3 separate regions of the Mus musculus genome follow, and all the other regions are linked to region 2. Evidence: chromatin contacts called from public HiChIP or PLAC-seq data. All regions are on one chromosome and are shown on one strand. The core of a region is the stretch at or near the end of the contact, and the rest is flanking DNA. Distances in the headings are between cores, read along the strand shown. Region 1 overlaps Zfp420 (zinc finger protein 420). Region 2 overlaps Zfp14 (zinc finger protein 14). Region 3 has its middle 16 kb from the start of Polr2i.

Region 1 (4,352 bases), core at 85-2,584, 160 kb before region 2:
ATTTGTAATATAGATCTAAGATTCTTCTAAAGATCATGTTTTAACATGTAAAAGCACTTGGATCAGCTCCTTTCATATCATAAATATTAGCTGCTATTTTCATTATTTGCATGAAAGGAGGGAACGGATAAGCATTATCATTAAGAAATCTTTCGTTATTATTTGGGAGGCTTTATATACTATCATCAGTGTGAGAAAGCTTTCATTCAGATCTTATTTATTATAGAAGGGAATTTATACTAAAAAGAAGCCTTGGTATCAGTGGGTTATTGAATACTATGGTTACAGAACTGATTTGTCACAGAGTCCCAAAACTTACATGTTTCACTATCTCTAACTTCAACTCAAGAATATTACTTATACATGATAACTAAGCACTCAAGATAAACCTAGGAAATGAAAAAGACTTGAATGTGTAGTTTTGTGAACTAATCTGAAAGTACAAAATAGACAACTTAGAATAAAAAACAACACATGATCTTGTATCAGAGATCGGTGTTCGACCCAGTTTTCATCTCTTTTTCATCATAAAACCTAGGCAAGACAAAAACCTCCCATACACAAAAATTTAGTCTCCATTGCAGATCAACAAGACGAAAATGGTGTCTGTATGACTAGAACACTTTAAAAAATCCATCCTCTCTGCTTCTTTCCCTTCTTAACACTGTAGACAGTGAGGCAGAGCACAGACGGCCTCGTGAGGGGTTGGGAGTGGTCTCTGGGTGTTACTGATGGCTGAGTCTGCAAGCCTGTTGATTTGTAAACAGTCATGGTAACTCTGCTTTGCCTCTGTGCTTTACTTAAAAGTAAAGTAGCCCTCAGACTGGTTGATGCTCTCCGAGATCACTGAATAATAAAACTTCCCTTAAGGACAAGAAAGAGTGTTTTATCTGGAAATGGATGCTGTAGATAACAGAATCTCAAGGCTTGAATGTAAGGCTCTGGGGGCTGGGGGTTTACTGAGCATGAACTACGAAACTGAATAATCTTATTTTTCAGGCAGAACATTTGATCAGCCTGCATCCCTGTGTCTCCTACAGCAGACCTAGTGCCAATCTAGGCTGCAATGTTAGAGAAAATGGTAGGAATGATGCAGAACATACACGTTCAATAGTTCTCATTGCTTCAAGAAATGTCTGGGCCGGGCAGTGGTGGCGCACTCCTTTAATCCCAGCACTTGGAAGGCAGAGGCAGGCGGATTTCTGAGTTCGAGGCCAGTCTGGTCTACACAGTGAGTTCCAGGACAGCCAGGACTATGCAGAGAAACCCTGTGTAGGGAGCCATTCTGGACTTCCTGATCAGCAGGATGGAAGTCGGCTCCAGGTAGTAAACAAGCCCATGTTTGGTGGATGGCCCGCCCTTAATCCCTGATTGGCTGAGCAAGACTGCCTGGTGAGGTGATGTGACCTGTGGTGATTGGTGGGGGCGTGGTTGTGGCTGGAGTGGAGAAAAACATTTGTAACTAGAGAGGCTGGGGGATTTGAAGTAAGTAGCTGCCTGAGTAAACTGCTTTAAGAAGAACCGGTGGTTGTGTTCGAGTGGGACGCGACAACCCTGTCTCGAAAAAACAAAACAACAACAAAAAAGACATTAATTCAGAGTAGATGTAACCAGGCCAGGGGTGCATCCACAGATAACGGATGCCTTTAACGCCAGCACACAGGAGGGAGACACAGGTGGATCTGTGTAAGTTTGAGGCCAGTGAGGGCCACATAATGAGATTGTATTGGTCTTCTTTTTTTTTTCTTTTTTTTTTTTTAAATTTGTTTAGAGACAGTTTCTTTGTATAGTGGTAGCTGTCCTGTATCTCCTTTGTAGACAAGATTAGCTTTGAACTCATAGAGATCTGCCTGCCTCTGCCTCCCAAGTGCTGGGATGTGCTCCCTCCACACCTGGCATGTTTGGTCTTCTTAACTGAAACGAATGAACTGACTTAAAGGAAGAAATTGAACAAAGAAAGAGACCACAGCCCACGCCTGCAAAGGTAAGTAAGTAGCCAGCAAAAACCTTCAGTGTTTATATGCCACCCCCACCCAAGTTTATTCTAAAGGTTGTCTCATTTATTTGAGTGCTTGTTAGAATCCAGTCATTATTCTTGGTATACCAAGAAGGGGTCTTAGCAGGAGGTGGCAAGATATCGAATATGTTAAATGCAAGCATGGTGGTGCACCTGCAATCCCAACACTTGCTGGTGAAGGTAGAGAGCTGAAGCAGGAGGATTTAAGGTTCTGGGTTATGCTGGACTAAATAGTAAATTATGGACAATTCTTGACTATATAGAGAAACCCTGGTAATAGAGTGAAAGGGTCATTAAAAAAGAGATGGAGCCCATGAAGAAGAAGTAGGGCCAAGACCAGAAAGACTAAAATTAAGTTTATGAAAAGAGCATCCCAGGAAGGTTTTCCTATGTGGATTATATTTTTACACTTCTGTTTTCCCTTTCATCAGACAAGTATGGCCCACATTTCCAGGACATGGGAGTGTTGTGGAACATCGGAGGGTCTAGGAACTCTATGCAAGGGTGTAATAGGACAGCGGGTCAGAAAGGTAGCCAAGGGCTGTGTCTTACAAAACTCTGTAAGCAGTTTTTACTTTATTCTGAGTGAAATGGTCCCATCAGAGGGTTTTGAGCAAAAGGCATGACATAAAACTTCTGGTGGTGTGCTGTGGCTTCTTCCCGCATCTGAGGACTCAGGTCAGTTGGCAAAATGATGTCAGCTGAGACAGATCCATGAGCTGAGACGACATGACGAGACAAGATCCATGGAACGTGTGACATTTGGAGGAAATATAAATAGTACTCAACAGACTGTAAATGAGGCTGGGCTTGGCTTGGCTGGGCTTGCTGGTAGAGCTAACTGTACAACGCTTGTGGGTCTTCACTGATCTTCACTTTGCTGAGAGAGGCACAGCCATGTTCCTGTTGACCCTGGTCCCTCCTGCTGACTTGTGCTGATCCGGCTGAGGCCTGGCTGCCTCTGCTAGGTCAAGCTACTGTTGCTTATTTGTGTTTGCTATCCTGACTCTACCAAACTAGACTACTGGTGTACCTGTAAAGTGTCTGCTAGTAGATCAAGCTGCTGCTGCTGACCTGTGAACCAAACTGCTGATTTCCTGACAACGTAAATGAGATTTGCTCCAAATAATCTTTCTAAACAGGTCCACTTCCCCCATATCCTTTCTTTTCCACTACCTATAGTGCATGATAGACTAAAAGAGAGGTTAAAACATTTAAAAACCACCATTAAAAATAGACTTTAGGGGCTGGAGAGATGTCTCAGCGGTTAAGAGCACTGACTGCTCTTCTGAAGGTCCTGAGTTCAAATCCCAGCAACTACGTGGTGGCTCACAACCATCCATAATTAGATCTGATGCCTTCTTCTGGAGTGTGTGAGAACAGCTACTGTGTACTTACATATAATAAATAAATAGAAAAAATAGACTTTAAAAAACAAAGTTACAGGAGAGCGACTGCAGAGTATTCAGGCTATGGCATTGTACATAGTAAAGGCTGGAGATAAGGCAGGAAATCACCCGCACTGCCAGGCAGGTCCTGTATGTATGTGAAACTGGGGGTTGGCTAAAGGGCCATTACTTGTAAGGTTTATGTGTGCATGGGGATACATGTCCATGTCCCTAAAGTTTCCTGTAAAGAACAGTGGGTGCTCTCTATTACTCTCTGGCTATTCTTTTGAAGTTGTCTCTCTACCTGAACCCGGGGCTTTCTTTTACTTAACCAGACTGGAAGCCAGAAATCCCCAGGGATCCTCCTGTGCCACCCCACACACCCCTGCTGGAGTCACTGGCTGGTACAGGATACTGGTTCTCATGACTACTCAGCAAGAGCTCATGACATCTGTGTCGCGTTCCAATCGACCGCAACCACCGGTTCTTCTTAATGCAGTTTTTACTCAGGCAGCTAATTACTTTAAATCCCCCAGCCTCTCTTGTTACAAGTGTTTTTCTCTCCAGCCACAACCACGCCCCCACCAATCACCACAGGTCACATCACCTCACCAGGCAGGCTTGCTCAGCCAATCAGGGATTAAGGGCGGGTCATCCACCAAACATGGGCTTGTTTACTACCTGGAACAGACTTCCATCCTGCTGACCAGGAAGTCTGGAATGGCTCCCTTCACATCTGAACCATGTCTCCAGTACCTGGGCTGCTGTTTGTGCATGACACTGACCCCAAGTTACTGTTATCTTGATCAATGAGCTGTGGTTAGATTTGATGCCTTTAGGAAAGGAAAGAGTGTAGGCTTAAATTTTTCTCAGTCCTAATTTTAGTAACAGTTCTTAAATGCTTTAACTTCCCTTCTAGCCCACAATCCACCAGAGGTAGTGGGAAA
Region 2 (4,707 bases), core at 611-3,110:
AAAGGCCTACTCAGATTAATAACAGCTGGCTCAGAGGTGTATGTCTAACCACAAATATCTCTGCTGTGTTCAACAGCAGACTTCTATAAATTTTTAAATAAGGAACAACATGTGCTTATAAGTAAACTTTATAAATTCCTAACGTCTATTCAGGGCAGAAATTGACTTGAAGATATATTTCCAGCCTCTTTGTCTTTTTTTTTCTTCTTCTTATAAAAACATGGTCAGGCGTATCACAGCAATACCCCACTCCTGGTCAGCCTCTTTGTCTTTACAACTGTATTTATCGTTTAAAGTTTGGTTTTAATGCCAACGGATTTTCAATTCAAAATTTTAAGGCTAAAACTTAACATAGATAAAATTGTAAAATCCTAACTTTATATAAGCTACTAACTTGTAAAGTGTTAAAGATAATTATCAAGTTAATTATAAATTATCAAATTCTTTTTTTTTTTTTTTTTTTTTTTTGGTTTTTCTGAGACAGGGTTTCTCTGTGTAGCCCTGGCTGTCCTGGAACTCACTTTGTAGACCAGGCTGGCCTCGAACTCAGAAATCCGCCTGCCTCTGCCTCCCGAGTGCTGGGATTAAAGGCATGTGCCACCACACCCGGCTACTCAAATTCTTTAATATGCTCAGAGCTATGCATATAGCCATCTGCCTTACTCGTGATTATTATTGCTGTGGTGAAACACCATGATCAAAGGCCATTTGGAGAGGAAAAGGTTTATTTGGCTTACACTTCTGTGTTGCTGTGAATCACTGAAGGAAGTCAGGACAGGAACTCAAGTACAGTAGGAAGTGGAGGCAGGAGCTGATGCAGCGACCATGGAGGGTGCTGTCTACTGGCTTGCTCTTCACAGCTTGCTCGGCTTACTTACAGAACCCAGACTGCCATGCACCGTTTTGGTCCTCTCTCCGTCTGCTTGATCTTCTCTCTCTTCCCGTCTCTCTCCTCTCATGGCCCAGATCAGTCTACTGTCCGTGTATAGTGTACTTTCTCTCCCTGCTTTGGACTCTTCCAGATGCCTCTGGCTGTGCTCTCCCTCTTATCTACAATAAACACCTCCTCAGCCACACCTGGGAGTGATCATGTCCTCATTTTATACACTAGGAGGTAAAGTTTTACAGCTCTTCACTTAGACCGTAGGGAGATGTTTTAGAGTTTTACTGCTGTGAATAGACACCATGACCAAGGCAACTCTTATAAAGACAACATTTAAATTGGGACTGGCTTACAGGTTCAGAGGTTCAGTTCATTATCATCAAAGCGAGAACATGGCAGCATCCAGGCAGGCATGGTGCAGGAGGAGCTGAGAGTTCTACAAATTCACCTGAAGGCTGCTAGCAGAATACTGGCTTCCGGGCAGCTAGGATGAGGGTCTTAAAGCCCACACCCACAGTGACACACCTACTCCAACAAGGCCACACCTTCTAACAGTGCCACTCCCATCACAAAAGACATGGCTTGGAAGCATGAAGCTTGTCTAGATACTGCTTTTCAGAGCTTCCCACCCCCCCATGTTTGGTGCGCCTGCGCGCGTGCTGCGCGTGTGCGCGTGCGCGAGTGTAGAGCTGAGGGGATGGGAAGCTGACATCAGATGGCTTCCTCAGCAGCTTTCCACCTCGAGACAGTCTCACTCTCTCATCATGGAGCCCCAACTGGCCTGGGATTCCTATGTAGACCAGGGTCTTCAAATTCAGCCATCCACCTGCCTCTGTCTTGGGGTGCTGGGGTCACAGGTGTGCATCACCATGCCCCGCTCACCTTGTTTGTGACAGGATTTCTCACTGAACCGGGAGCTTCAGTGATGGCCAGACAGGGATCCATCAGTGCCACACACGCCACCACTGCCCTGTGCTGCGGTTATCGGCAGATGAAAAGACCTCGCCTCATTTCTCCATCGTTGCCAGAGATCCCAAGACACCATGCTGTAGCAGCATGCACTTTGCTGAGCCATCTCCCTCAGGTGGTCTAGTTTTTATTGTCATCATTGTTACTGTTTGTTGAGAGGGGATTAAATTCCAGTATCTCCTGTATTGGCTTTCTGAGTGCGGGCAGCACAGATGCGACTGCACACCTAATATAAATGTATATAACCAAGCTTATTTTAACATGAAGATAATTTGAAAAACTTTGTTATGAGCTATTTCCTAAAGCTTGTGCTTGGTTTGGCACTGGATTTATTTATTTATGGTTCTTGATGGTCAACACCTATTTTATGTGGCAAGTCCATAAAGAGAACTCCCCTGATAATCAAAGGCTGTCACTTGCCTTCACGTTGCTTTGGTGGCATTTAACCAGCGTAGATATGCAGACAGCTTACTTCCCAACTAGTTTCCAATTTGTTTTGTTTTTTAAAATATTGATATTTCAAGCACATACAAAAGACATGGAACAATCGCCCTCCATGATCAAACAACCCATTCAGTCACTCGCAATGTTTTGCTGCTCTAAATTCTGTCAGGTCCATATATATATATATACATACATACATATATATAAATAATTTTTTTTCCGACAGGGTTCCTTTGTGTAGGTTTGGCTGTCCTGTAAGTCACTCTGTAGACCAGGCTGGCCTCACACTCTCATACATTTGCCTGTTTCTGCCTTCTGAGTACTGGATTAAAGTTGGGCACCACTACACCTGGTTTTGTCAACTGCCTTTCTTTTGTTGATTTTCCCTCCTTCACTTTAGACATAGCCCTCCTCTGTGGCCCAGTCTAGGATTCAACAAAGATCCTTCTGGGCACATCATGGCACTAGAATCTAGAAAACAGTGAATCCCTCAATTCTATTTTTTTTCTTCTGCATTTACTGATTAAAATTGCTTAAGGGAGCAGGGCGTGGTGGTGCACATCTTTAATCCCAGCACTCGGGAGGCAGAGGCAGGCGGATTTCTGAGTTCGAGGCCAGCCTGGTCTACAGAGTGAGTTTCAGGACAGCCAGAGCTATACAGAGAAACCCTGTCTCGAAAAACCAAAAGAAAGAAAGAAAGAAAGAAAGAAAGAAAGAAAGAAAGAAAGAAAGAAAGAAAGAAAGAAAGAAAGAGAGAGAGAGAGAGAGGGACGGAGGGAGGGAGGGAGGGAGGGAGGGAGGGAGGGAGGGAGAGAGAGAGAGAGAGAGAGAGAGAGAGAGAGAAAGAAAGAGAAAATACAGCAAACTGGGCTTGAAAGATGGCTCAGTGATTAAGAGCACTGACTACTCTTCCAAAGGTCCTGAGTTCAATTCCCAGCAACCACATGGTGGCTTACAACCATCTGTAATGGGATCTAATGCCCTCTTCTGGTGTGTCTAAAGACAGCAACTGTGTACTTACATATTTTTTTTTTTAAAGAGAAAATATACCAATCTGGGCATATATTGACTATAAAGCTTCTTTATTTATTTGTGTGTGCACGGTATTTATTTGTGTGATTTCTGTTTGTATGTGTGCAGTGGACTTGTGCCCAGGTGCATGTGGAGATCCTAGGTTATCTGAGGAACCATGTCCATTCACTCTTCCACTGTATGCACTGGGGCAGGGGCTCTCAATCCAACCCAGAGCTCGCCGATATAGCTAGATATAGTTTGGCTAGCCATCTTGCTTTGGATATCTGGTCTCTATCTCCAGAGGCTGGAATTACAAGTGAGCCACTACATCTACCTGGCAGTTAACTTGAGTTCTGGGGATCCAAAGTTGGGTCCTCATGCTTACACAGCAAGCACTTTAACCACACAGGCACTTCCGTGGCCCCAATACTTACATATGTGTGTGCATAACAATGAGATCCCTAAGCTGCTAGTTGTCCTTTATGTTAGCTATCCTTGAAACTGCGTGATTAAACATGAATTTGGTCAGAGAAGGGATTCTAAATGAGCTGCTTTTTTGAAATGTGAAGAAGTCATTTCCTCGGATTCCTTAATAGTTAAGTTTTAATAACACACATTCATGAAACTCAGTCTCCTTTCAACATGAAGTTTTTGCTCAAGTGACAAAAATCTCCCATTTCCTATAATTTCCTAGGTCTTACCCAGGAGAAATTATGTTGAGGTTTATAAATGCAGAGATGTGAAAGGAGGCATTTCTACATTTATTACTTCCATGGGATCATCTTCCTTTCACATGAATTGACAATACTGGCAGTAAGAATTACAGACGTTATTGTATGATACATGCTACCATGACTGCTAGTTGGTCAAGTGTTAACTACTTTATCCTTAAGTCAGTGCTGTTGTGCAGTACAGCAGGTGGGCTCTACCCTGGGCCTCACTCACCAGCCTCCTTGTGACATTCAATTTCACGAGACTTCTGGAGTAAGCTGGTCTGATAACTCCATTTTACCAGTAGAATGTGGTAAAATGACTGGATGTTCCTTCTGTGATTAGACGGCACAGATTATCACGTCAGTCTGGCTAGCTGGCCTCCATCCTGCTAGCAGCCACCTTTCTTGGCTTGTGCAGTATCATTAGAGCAGCAGCCACACTGGACAGCCAATATGGCTAGGAGCTTCACTCATCTTCCAGCCAATGGCCATCCAGAAACTGAGAATCCCAGTGGATCAGCTCTTAAGGAAATGAATTCAGGTGTCTAACCTGTTCCCTCCAATGTGGATCCTTCTCTAGCTAAGCTTTCGGATGGGAGCCAGCCTTAGCTGAAACCTCAAAGACCCAACTAAGGCATACCTGGACTCTTGATCTATAGAAATTTTTAGATAATACAAGTGTAT
Region 3 (4,860 bases), core at 2,041-4,540, 180 kb after region 2:
TGCCTTCACACAGGATCGCTTTCAGCAAGCTCAGCTATTCACCATAGCAGTTATTCATCGCTATGAAGAAATGCATTGAGTGCATATTCATATGTCCTTTGTAGCTTTGGTCTGAATGGGAAAGAGTGTGCTAGAGAAAGCTGGCAGTCAGAGACAGGTAAGTGTGCTCTTGAGCGCCTATCGACCTAAGACAGAGACATACATCAATGCTATGTTGTTCGCCATGACGGGTAAGAAGGAGCAATATGGACACCGACCTCAGACAGGCACGGTCACCTGGCCACTCTATACCCTAGATGGGATTATGGAAAATAAGTAAATCCAACAACTGGCACTGCTCATCTTTAAAGAGTAAAAAGGGGGGAATTGTGGCCTTCCCAGCTTTGAGTAGGCCTTTCCCAGCCTTGAACAGGCTGAAGAGTTTTCTAGCCTTGAGCAGGCTGGACAGACCTTGAGTGCTTGCCACTACAGACCTTATCAGCCTGGACGGGCTGTCTGCTTTGGGTACCTGCCGGTTCCCATGGGATCTTGGAAGATTGGGCTGTTGTGCTGACCTTGCTTTGCAACTCACTCTGGCTGAAACAAAGGGTGCATCTGTGGATGTTCCCCTGATAAACGCAGTGCTGAACATGAATCTTTGTGCCTTGATAAGAACACAGACTTGGCTTCCTTCTTCTCTCACACACACCCCTTGCCCTTACCCTTTTTCATTTCCAGCCCTCCTTTCAGGTAAAACCAGTTTTTCCGTGGCCGTCAGATGGCTACAGGCATGCACATATGAAAGTCAGAAGACCTTATGGAGTCAGTTTTTTTCCTTCTACCTTTATATGGGTCACTAGGATCGAACTCAGGTCCTTATGCTTGGCAGCAAGCCCTGTTAACCACTGAGCGTTCTCACCAGCCAGGTTTGTATTTTCTCTCCGTCTGTCTGTCCCCTTGTCTCCTTTTCTGATGAAGTTCAAACCCAGGGACCTCATGCATAATTCACTCTCCTTTTAAAGTCAAGTTTCAGGGGCTGGAGAGATGGCTCAGCAGTTAAGAGCACTGACTGCTCTTCCAGAGGTCCTGAGTTCAAATCCTTGCAACCACATGGTGGCTCACAACCATCCATAATGAGATCTGATGCCATCTTCTAGTGAGTCTGAAGACAACTAGAGTGTACTTACATATAGTAAGTAAATAAATCATTGGGCCAGAGCGAGCAAGGCCAGAAGGAGAAGAAAAAAAAAAAAAAAAGACAATTCTCCATATGTACCTCAGATGGACTGGCAGACTTACTACAATTGTCCTGCCTCAGCCTCCCAAGAACTGAGATTGCAGGCATAGGCCACCAAATTCAGATCTTTTTATAAACTGGGTTTTTTGTTGTTGTTTTGTTTTGAGACAGGGTTTCTCTGTGTAGCACTGGCTGTCCTGGAACTCACTCTGTAGACCAGACTGGTCTCAAACTCAGAAATCTGCCTGCCTCTGCCTTCCAAGTGCTGGGATTAAAGTAATAAACTGTTTTAAATTTTATGTGTATGGTTGTTTTGCCTGCATGTATGTCTTTGTATTATGTTTGAGCAGGGCTCCTTGAAGGCCAGATGAGGACATTAGATCCTCTGTTACTAGAAATAATGTGAGCTGCCATGCGGGTACTGGGTACTGAATCTCAGATCCTCTGGAAGAGTAGCCAGAGCTCTTTACCATTCTGCTATCTCTCCAGGCCCAACCAGTATGGGATCCTAACATCATAAAGACAACCAAAGTCAGGGGTGGTACCTCTGTACCTTAAAGAAACAAAGTTACAAAACCTGAAGTTACAAAAGTCTGTAACTTCAGCACTTGCCTGAACTATGGAAGGAGAACTTGTCTCCCAAGAAGCGACAAGGAGGCAAGTTGTAGAATTTGATTCTGTAAGAATTCAACACTACGGGCTGGTGAGATGGCTCAGTGGGTAAGAGCACTCGACTGCTCTTCCGAAGGTCTGGAGTTCAAATCCCAGCAACCACATGGTGGCTCACAACCATCCGTAACGAGATCTGGCGCCCTCTTCTGGAGCGTCTGAAGACAGCTACAGTGTACTTACATATAATAAATAAATAAATCTTTAAAAAAAAAAAAAGAATTCAACACTACAGGCCAGGCAGTGGTGGCGCACGCCTTTAATCCCAGCACTTGGGAGGCAGAGGCCGGCAGATTTCTGAGTTTGAGGCCAGCCTGGTCTACAGAGTGAGTTCCAGGACAGCCAGGGCTACACAGAGGAACCCTGTCTTTAAAAAAAAAAAAAAAAAGAATTCAATACTACTCATAAAATAGTACTTACTCCAAAATACCATTATTCACACCCCCCCAATTGAATACTGCTACAGCCTTTCAATCTATCTATTTACATAAGATTAATTGGAAATTGAAGGACATCTCAGGGCTGGTGTGATGGCTCAGTGGCAAGGTCACTTACTGCCAACTTGACCACGTGAGCTCATTATAATTCCTGGCACTCAGAGTGGAAGGAGAGAACTGACTCCTGCCAGTTGTCCTTCGATCCTTTGACCTCTATAGACTCACTCAGGAGCACACACAAAAGAAATGAATAAGAAAGAAACGTTTTTAAAAAGAACATATTGAAAGGCATCAAGAGATACAACTGGCTAAGTAAGACTGTGGGAAATCTCAGAATGTGCCAGGAAGCAGACTATTGCAGAATACTTGAAAGCTATCTGGATGGAGAGAGGGGCCTTAGATTTTGATTTGTATAAATCAACGGATACTGACCGAATACTAAATAATACTTTAAAATTATGCAACTTCTTGAAAGATTTAATAGAAACCCCTCTCTTTTAAAGAACCACACCAAAACATTTCTGGATGAGAAGTTAACCCTGCCCAAGAGAGGCAGGCGTGGTTTCGCATGCCTGTAATCCCAGTTTTTGGGAGGCTGAAGTTGGATCAGCACTGGCTGTATAGTTAGTGGCAGGTCAGACACAGACAGCTACATAGCAAGACCCTGTCTCCAAAAAAACCAAGTAAACGACTTCATTAACCAAGACAACAGGAGATGTGTAATAAACGAAGCAAGACGCTCATATGATGACAATTAATGAAACCGAATCAGGCATGGCTTGATGGTACAGGCCTATAGTCACAATATTCCACACTGGTTAACCTGGGATACACAGTGGCAGGATTTTTGCCCAGAACTACCATCCTCCCAGTGGCCTGACAAAATATCCCTCTGCACAATTCCCGGTATGGAAGGAGTAGGGGGTGGGAAGGACCTGGGATGACGACTACCTCCACTTGGGGGGACAGATAAGAAGGAAGAAGCTGAGATGTCGCGATGCTTTCTGGGAAATGAAGTCCTTTTAATTTGCCGGCAGCGTTGTACTGCGAGGGAGGGGGGGGGGGCGTGGGCTCAACGGCTGAACGACACGCTGCTGCCCCCTGGTGGACGCTGTGCGGTTACGGTCCAGGCGAGGGTCATTGAGATGAGGGAAAAGGGAGGACAGCCAGGTGGTGACCTGGAGAGCTGTGGGAATCTTTTCTGGAAAGAGTAGACAAACCTATGAGAGCGTTAGGGAATGAAAGAGTGATGGGAGAAAAGAAGGCGCCGCTCTGAGGGTTGCATGAAACAGAGTGGTCTATTCTATACCCCCAGATCCCAAAAAAGCTGGAATCAGTAACATAGGTCAGTATTTGCAAAGCTTGGTCAGAGGGTAAGGCAAGAAAATTAGGAGTTTAAGATCTGCCTTGGCATTCTTAAAATAATAAGCTAATTCATATAGAACTCATAGAATAATAAAAAGTAGGAGTAGAGCCAGACGGTAGTGGCACATACACAAAGGAGGCAGAGACAGGTGGAGCTCAGAGTGTGAGGCCAGCCTGGCCCACAGAGTGAGTTCCAGGACAGCCTGGACTACATGGAGTAACCCTGTCTTAAAAACAACAACAACGAAAAAACCAAACAAACAAAAGTAGGAGCTGGAGAGATGTCTCAGCAGCCAAGAGCACTGATGGGTTTGGTTGCCAGTGTGCACAATGGGCAGCTAACCACTGCCTATAGCCTAGGGACAGGGGATTGGATATTTGTAGCCTTCAAGAGGGCCTGCACTCATGTGCATACACTTGCATACAGAAACACACACAAACACACCAATAAAAATAATGAAAACACTTTTTAAAATTTTCAACAAAAAACCCAAGAAGGTCTAAAGTTTTGTCTCAGTGGTAGGATGTTTGCCTTGAATGCTCAAGGTCCTGGGTTCAATACTCAGCGTTGTCAAAACAAACAACAAACAAATAAAGCTAAGTAAACACATAAATAAGAGGATCGCCAGTCTGATGCTGGGAGTGTGGCGCTGTGGTGACTGCATGACCAGAATCCATCATGAGAGGATAGGGCGGTGGCTCAGTGGGTGACGGTGAGCTTCATGTACGTGAGGGCCTGCATTGCACCCCCAGCAGTGCCGTTCTCACGCACGAAGTATCTTTTCCATTGTCAGTTTACCACTTGATAACTGGGAGCCTTTGTTTATTTTTATTCATCTTTAGATTTTTTTCTTTTTTTTTGAGATTAATGTATGTTAATAGTTTTGCTTCATTTATGTCTGTGTAGCAAGCTCATGCAGGTAACACCCACCGATACTAGAAGAGGGTGCTAGAGCCCTAGGAACTGGAGTTACAAATGTGTGTGTGTGCACTGGGAATCGAACCTATGTCCTTCAGAAGTATAGTCAGTGCGCTTAATCTCTTAACCACTGAACCATCTCCACAGCTCTAATGGGAGGCTTTTGAAAGTCCTGGAAAGTTTGTGCTGATGTTTGGTAGATCTTGTGTGCAGTGGCTGTGACTTACCTGGAGCCCATACTGTGATTTTGAGTG

Evidence for each region. HiChIP or PLAC-seq counts read pairs in DNA pulled down with a chosen protein or histone mark.
Region 1: an H3K27ac HiChIP or PLAC-seq map of embryonic stem cells shows a contact between it and region 2, with 8 read pairs. The contact joins two enhancer-like sites. A contact is called at or near these places in 1 of 39 promoter capture datasets (liver), 5 of 115 datasets of contacts at active chromatin or transcription factors (embryonic stem cells and stem cell-derived neural progenitor cells) and 4 of 9 other capture datasets (adipose tissue, embryonic stem cells, liver and 1 more).
Region 3: an H3K27ac HiChIP or PLAC-seq map of embryonic stem cells shows a contact between it and region 2, with 6 read pairs. The contact joins two enhancer-like sites. A contact is called at or near these places in 5 of 484 Hi-C or Micro-C datasets (the AML12 cell line, embryonic stem cells, gonadal supporting cells and 2 more), 2 of 115 datasets of contacts at active chromatin or transcription factors (both in embryonic stem cells) and 2 of 9 other capture datasets (adipose tissue and liver).

The regions. Positions count from the first base shown.
Region 1 is chr7:29,876,422-29,880,773 of GRCm38.p6, forward strand. Zfp420 (zinc finger protein 420) reads left to right here. Exons shown (of 4, transcript NM_172740.2): 4 at 1-881. Among named protein-coding and RNA genes, the nearest start is that of Zfp420, 19 kb to the left of the region's middle. Within about 2 kb of position 1,335, at least 9 of the 459 cell types and tissues checked have an H3K27ac peak or open chromatin away from gene starts, as enhancers often do. A contact at or near this core is called in embryonic stem cells, where this site is marked.
Region 2 is chr7:30,032,996-30,037,702 of GRCm38.p6, forward strand. It overlaps Zfp14 (zinc finger protein 14), which reads right to left. Exons shown (of 5, transcript NM_178733.5): 5 at 3,364-4,707. Among named protein-coding and RNA genes, the nearest start is that of Zfp14, 16 kb to the right of the region's middle. Within about 2 kb of position 1,861, at least 10 of the 459 cell types and tissues checked have an H3K27ac peak or open chromatin away from gene starts, as enhancers often do. A contact at or near this core is called in embryonic stem cells, where this site is marked.
Region 3 is chr7:30,213,596-30,218,455 of GRCm38.p6, forward strand. No RefSeq gene overlaps it. Among named protein-coding and RNA genes, the nearest start is that of Polr2i, 16 kb to the right of the region's middle. Within about 2 kb of position 3,291, at least 59 of the 459 cell types and tissues checked have an H3K27ac peak or open chromatin away from gene starts, as enhancers often do. A contact at or near this core is called in embryonic stem cells, where this site is marked.